Regions from separate parts of the Mus musculus genome. Here region 2 is linked to region 1. The links are chromatin contacts, called in public promoter capture Hi-C maps. All regions are on one chromosome and are shown on one strand. Each heading gives the region's core, a stretch centred on a gene start, on an enhancer-like site or on the middle of the called end of the contact. The rest is flanking DNA. Distances are from core to core; before and after follow the strand shown. Region 1 holds the start of Hnrnpf (heterogeneous nuclear ribonucleoprotein F). Region 2 holds the start of Cdca3 (cell division cycle associated 3).

Evidence for each region. Promoter capture Hi-C pulls out the DNA fragments that hold promoters and counts their contacts.
Region 2: a promoter capture Hi-C map of cranial neural crest shows a contact between it and region 1. The contact joins the promoter of Cdca3 here to the promoter of Hnrnpf in region 1.

Annotation. Positions count from the first base shown.
Region 1 is chr6:117,905,504-117,908,220 of GRCm38.p6, forward strand. It overlaps Hnrnpf (heterogeneous nuclear ribonucleoprotein F), which reads left to right and starts at 1,279. Exons shown (of 4, transcript NM_133834.2): 1 at 1,279-1,336. It overlaps 4933440N22Rik, which reads right to left and starts at 2,702. Exons shown (of 2, transcript XM_017321877.1): 1 at 2,601-2,702; 2 at 303-2,338. The coding sequence starts at 2,702. The coding sequence ends at 1,607.
Region 2 is chr6:124,828,845-124,831,660 of GRCm38.p6, forward strand. Cdca3 (cell division cycle associated 3) reads left to right here and starts at 1,332. Exons shown (of 6, transcript NM_013538.5): 1 at 1,332-1,429; 2 at 1,659-1,806; 3 at 2,518-2,644. The coding sequence starts at 1,687. Usp5 (ubiquitin specific peptidase 5 (isopeptidase T)) reads right to left here and starts at 640. Exons shown (of 20, transcript NM_001326594.1): 1 at 441-640. The coding sequence starts at 551.

The DNA of each region.
Region 1 (2,717 bases), core at 29-2,528:
AACCTCTGGCTGTAAAAATCTGGGAACTTCAATTTGACCCCTGGAACTCACCTAAGGGAAATGAAAATACTTGTGAAAAGTTGCTCTCTGGCTTCTTCAAGGTTAGAAGTCACTTGCACCTTTCTCTGGCAATAGTAAGGAACTTTAAAAATAAATAAAACCACCCAAGGAGCAGGGTGAGAGGTCTCAGCAGAACTTGCTGCACAGGCCTTTCAACCTTGAGTTTGATCAGGACCCCACATGGTGGAAGGAGAGAACACTCAGGATTGTCCTCTGACTTCAGTTGAAAGTGTGGTGATAACTCGCACGAACTTAACAATTTTAATGCCCCACTCCCTGGGCAAACAAACAAACAAACATCAGAGGTGGGGGATGTAATTTGCCAACTACAAGGCTCTGGGTTTAGTGCTCACGAATACTTATCTAACTTTTGTAGCATCTGTTTTCTATCATTTGACTTCTATTTTTCTTCTTGGACAGGTTTTCCTCTCAAAGTTTTCTTTCCTTTTTCTGGAGTTAGTCTGGTGTGTTGTTTTATAAACGTTTCCTTCATCACTGTAGTTCACTTATAACCAGAGATTATTCTGAACGGCCTTGTAATTTCTCCAGTGTTTATATAGACAGCAGCTCGCGACCATGCATTGTAGCCTCGGCCGCCTCCATGCAGAAATGGAGTTCGTAGGAACCAGCTCGTGTTCCTACGCCCGCCTAGGCGGCTCTGGAAGCTTCAAAAATAATCTTCACTTTAGCTTGTATCTCGACATCTCGCAGAGAATCCTCCCAAATTATTACACATCAAGAAAATCTGTCCCAGCGTTCACATAGTGCTGAGAGTTAGAAACTTCAGACAAATCCCTCCGGACTGCCTGAGATGCCCTTAGGCGGTCTTTCTTTTACATAAGACACCATTCTAGTTTTCCGCACGCATGCGGTCATTGATTCCTTTGGGATCACTTTTCGGGATGCGGAGACACGCGTGCAGAATTCAGCGTCCACCGACTCACCAGCCCACAGGTCTCTTTATGGACAACCCCCTCCACCTTGCTGTCTCCCCCCCCCCCCTCGTTTGCCCGCCCCCTCCCCCTGCTACCCCCCCCCCGCAATGTTTGCGCCTGCGCCGTCACTGTCCTCTCCGGGACTCAGAGGCGGGTCCACAGCTCTCTAGTCCCGCCCCTCTCCCTCCCCCGGCCAATCCTAGGCTCCGTTCTGGGCTCGTCAGAATGGCGCCGCGGCTGCCCTGTGCCCGGATGTCCGCTGCCTGAGGCTCCGCCCCATCACCGTCTTGCATCCTTCCGGCTCCGTCGTGGAAGGAGGACTGCGCCTCGTCTTCCTGAAGGTGGGGTTCGGGGAAGGCCAGCCCGCGGTCACGCCGGCTGTGGGAAGGGAAAGTGGGCTCCCCGGGCTACTGTTTCCGGGTGCTCGGGGCGTGGGCCGAGCGGGGAGCGGACCGGGGATCAGGAGGGCTTCCGGAGGCGCCGCTGGCGCTCGGCAGGCGGGAGTTGAGGAGCAGGCCGGCCGCGCGGTTGACTCGCCCCGCTGAGGCCGTCCCGCGAGCGCGCCTGTGGGGGTTTCCATGGTGACAGTAAACAAGCCTCAACTGCCTCAGCTACAACTGCCAAGTCCCCGGGGTTCCACCCTCCTCTAGGTGCTCTGAGGGCCGGCGAGGTCCGGATGTGAGTGGGAGCGTGGAGCCGAGAAGCCGGAGGTGAGGGCCGCCGGCGGGGTGTGCTGGCGCCTGGGCCCGGCGGGCGTTGGATGGCGGGCGTGGGATCCGGACTCGGAAGGAACGGGGCCGAGGTGGCCGCCGCACAGCCATAGCCGTGCGGAGGCTGCCCACGGAGCTGGGGACCGCGTGGCCGGGGTTTGGGGTCGGGAGCCGAAGTTCAGCGCATTTTCGACGGGGATTGGGCCGCGTGGCCGAGGTGTGCGGTCGGGGGAGCGGGGACTGAGGGCTGGAGTCCGGTCGGTAGGGCCGGGCCTCTGGGCTGAGGTGTGCGGAGGGCCTGGGAGACCGCAGCCGCGGCCCACGCCCGCCCGGAGAAAGCGCGGCTTTCCTCAGAGCCGCCCCCCCACCCCGCCCGCAGGCGCGGCTTCCTCGGCGGGATATTGGGGGGGGGGGTGAGGGTGGAGCGCTTCTCACCCACCGCGGCTTACGCTCTGTCAGCGGCCCCCCGGCAGGCCCGGGCGGTGGTTGTAGTTTGGAGAAAGACGAGCGGGCGCTCACGTGGCCCGAGGCGCCCGGAGTTTCACAAGACTGGGCGGGACGGCTCCGCCCACCGCCCACGCCCGGCCCGAGCGAAGCCGAGCGCCTCGCTTCCTCCTCGTGGCGGCCCGGGAGCTAGGAGCACCGGTCTGCGCCGGTCCCGTCCCCCAGAGGTATCGTGTTAGCGTGTGGGGTGCGGAGTCTTTGCCTAGGTGGGTTAGTCGGCCTTAGCCGCAGTTACGAGCACTTTTGTGCTGTGTTTGTGGAGCCTCACGTGTCTGGGAAAAGTTGAGGTGGGCCCGCTCGGCCTTCCCTCGGCGCGTGCTCTCCGGAGCCTTCCCGACCCGGCGGGATCGGAGAGGCAGCCCCATGTGCCCTAAGACTCCCACCCAGCGACCTTTTCTGCCCCTGCCAGTCCGGGAACAAACAAATGGGCCTCTTTCCTACCTGCAAGTCGGGCTGCGGAGTAAGCGGGCGAGCGAGCGCGGGTGGCCGCCATGTGGCTGTGCGGGAT
Region 2 (2,816 bases), core at 82-2,581, 6.9 Mb after region 1:
CATACCTTCCCAATCTCAACCCTTGCCCTGAACAGCGGGGAGTCGCCCCTACTCCTCCCACATGAAACTACAAAACCCGGAGAGCCCTGCGCAACGTGCAAGGCCACATTCAAGGGTTTTTCTGGGAGTCGCCTGGGGGATGTAGTTCGCCGTACGGGTTACAATTCGAACTTAGAATAGGAACTAGGGACATGGCCAACTACAATGCCCATAATGCTTCACGAGACCAGGAGTGGGCAAGGCGAGAGCTGTAGCTTCCGGGAGTGGTAGTCATACTACAGCTACAGAGAATGAAAAGCAAAAGCAGAGAGGTATGGAGAAAACTACAAGTCCCAGGGTGCATCGCAAGGAGGCGGTAGCCCAAGGTTTGCAGGCCTGGCCGAATGACCAGGGCAATGGAAGGAAGTCGTGGTCGTCGCGGGCGTGGGGAATGGGCTTACCGGCGTGTCGAAAGAGAAAGCGCACTCGTCTTTATGGACCCGGTCTCCCGCCTTGGGGACACGGATCGTCGGTAACACTGACAGCAGCGCCTCTTCACTCAGCTCCGCCATGACACCGGCAGCAGCTCCTCCTCACACAGCAGCTCCCACTGTACCTAGTACCGCCCCCCTCCGTCTCTCGCATCCAATGAGCGCGACTCAGTGTGCGCATGCGCTAAAGGCAAGACGCGCGAGATCGGCAGTTGGACCCAGCCTGCCTCCTGGCGCTCCACCCTCTGCCCCCACTCAGCGAATACCAATAAAAAGCGCCGCGGGTACAACTGATGGCCGAAAGGACCAATCCTGCTCTCCCAGGGCAAGTGCTCATGTGGCGGTTCCAGGAGGGCTGGGAGTTGCAGGAGCTGTGATTCAAGGACTCTAGAATGCCTTACGTGCAGAGCAGAAACTGTGAATTGTTTAAACGCATTGATTACTGAAACTTTGCCAAGGACTCGTCCAATCAGAAAGCACTTGTCTTGGTATTTGAAAAGCAGTAGTCAATGAGGCGATTTTGAGAGATGCGTGATAACTCCGTCAACCAATAAGGATGGCTGTTTCGCTTTAGACAAACCATATTAACTCCGTCTCCAGCTGGCTTTGTGCATACAGTCTGATAACTCATTCTATTTTGTTTAATGAAACAGAAAGGCCGAGTGGCACCCATCAAGTCCACCGCTGTCAGGCTGATACTAAACAAAAGTCCCCAGCTCACGGAGCCACCACCGGAGGGCAAGCCAGTCCTCAGCCCATTGGCCAGTCCTCATGATAGACATCCTTCAGACCAATGGCTTTCTGCTCCGGAAGGCGCATTTTCCACAACTGGCCTATGAGAGTCTGCTTCGGCTTAGCCAATAGGGTCGGGGCAGGGGGCGTGGAGGGAAGTTTGAAACTCCGGGCTTTGGGAGTTATTTCTCTAGCTGGTGTTCGGGCAGAGGTCGAGCTGGGGCCCGGTAAGTAATGTGAATGAATTAGTGGTTAAATACGAAGGCTCCCGCAGACCTGACTGCTCTGTTAAAAATCTCCATTCGTTATCCTTGCAGAGTTCTCTGGGCTAGCGACCCGGAGGTTCCTCTGCTGGAAGCTGGGAAGATCGGGTGGGTATGGGGTCAGAGGTCCGACACGGAAGCAGTAAGCTCTGAGTCTCTTCTGACGGACGTCCCTTCCTCTGCATCTGCACAGCCGGGCCCCGTCCCCAGCCCCAGTGGAGATGGGTTCGACTCAGAGCGTCTCAGGCACTCCAGCACGGCCTCTGCCACGCAACAAGCAAGTGGCTCGAGTAGCAGACCCTCGTTCACCTAGTGCTGGCATCCAGCGCACTCCTATTCAGGTATACTGGGCTGGGCTGGGGAATGCAGGGAGGCTGTCTGGATGCGGGCCTCTGCCTAGCTTGTTTACATGAGCCCTCATTCCCACTGCCACTGGAACCCTACTTTCTCCATCCCTCCCCCTTTTATTATTTATTTTTGAGGCTCTAATATAATCTTGTCATATCTGCCTGTCCCTCCCTCCAAACCCTTCCGTATACCCCTCCTTGCTGTCTTTCAAATACATGATCTCTTTTTTCATTAGCTGACTTTCTGCCTTTTTTTTTTTTTTTTTTTTTTAAAGACGGGGTCTCACCATGTAGCCCTGTCACAATGGAGACCAGGTTGGCCTCAAACATATAGAGATCCTCCTGCCTCCCAAGTACTGAGATAAAAGGCATGTGCCATTACCGTGCCTGGCAACTTTCTGCATTCTTTAACCTGCACTGGGCAGTCGCAGGTCTGGCTAGAAATATGGGGAGGAGATAAAGGTCAGGGCCCAGACTTTTTTTTTTTTTTAAAGATTTATTTATTTATTTTGTATATGAGTACCCTGTTGCTGTCTTCAGACACACCAGAAGAGGGCATCAGATCCCATTACAGATGGTTGTGAACCACCATGTGGTTGCTGGGAATTGAACTCAGGACCTCTGGAAGAACAGCCAGTGCTCTTAACCGCTGAGCCATCTCTCCAGCCCAGGGCCCAGACTTATTCTAACCTGTGGTATTGACAGGTAGAGAGCTCTCCACAGCCAAGCCTACCAGCAGAACAGCTGAACGGTCTCAAACAGGCACAAGACCCAGATCCCCGCTCTCCTACTCTTGGCATTGCACGGACACCCATGAAGATCAGTGGTCCAGGCAAGTGATGGGCTCAGGGGGTGCCTGAAACTGACACCTATTCTAGGGTGCTTTCACCACCATTTTTGTTTTACTGGGTTGTTGTTGTTGTTGTTGTTGTTGTTTATTTATTTGGTTTTTTTTTGTCTGGGGTTTTAACCAAAGGTCTTAAGCATGCCAGGGTTTCTATCCT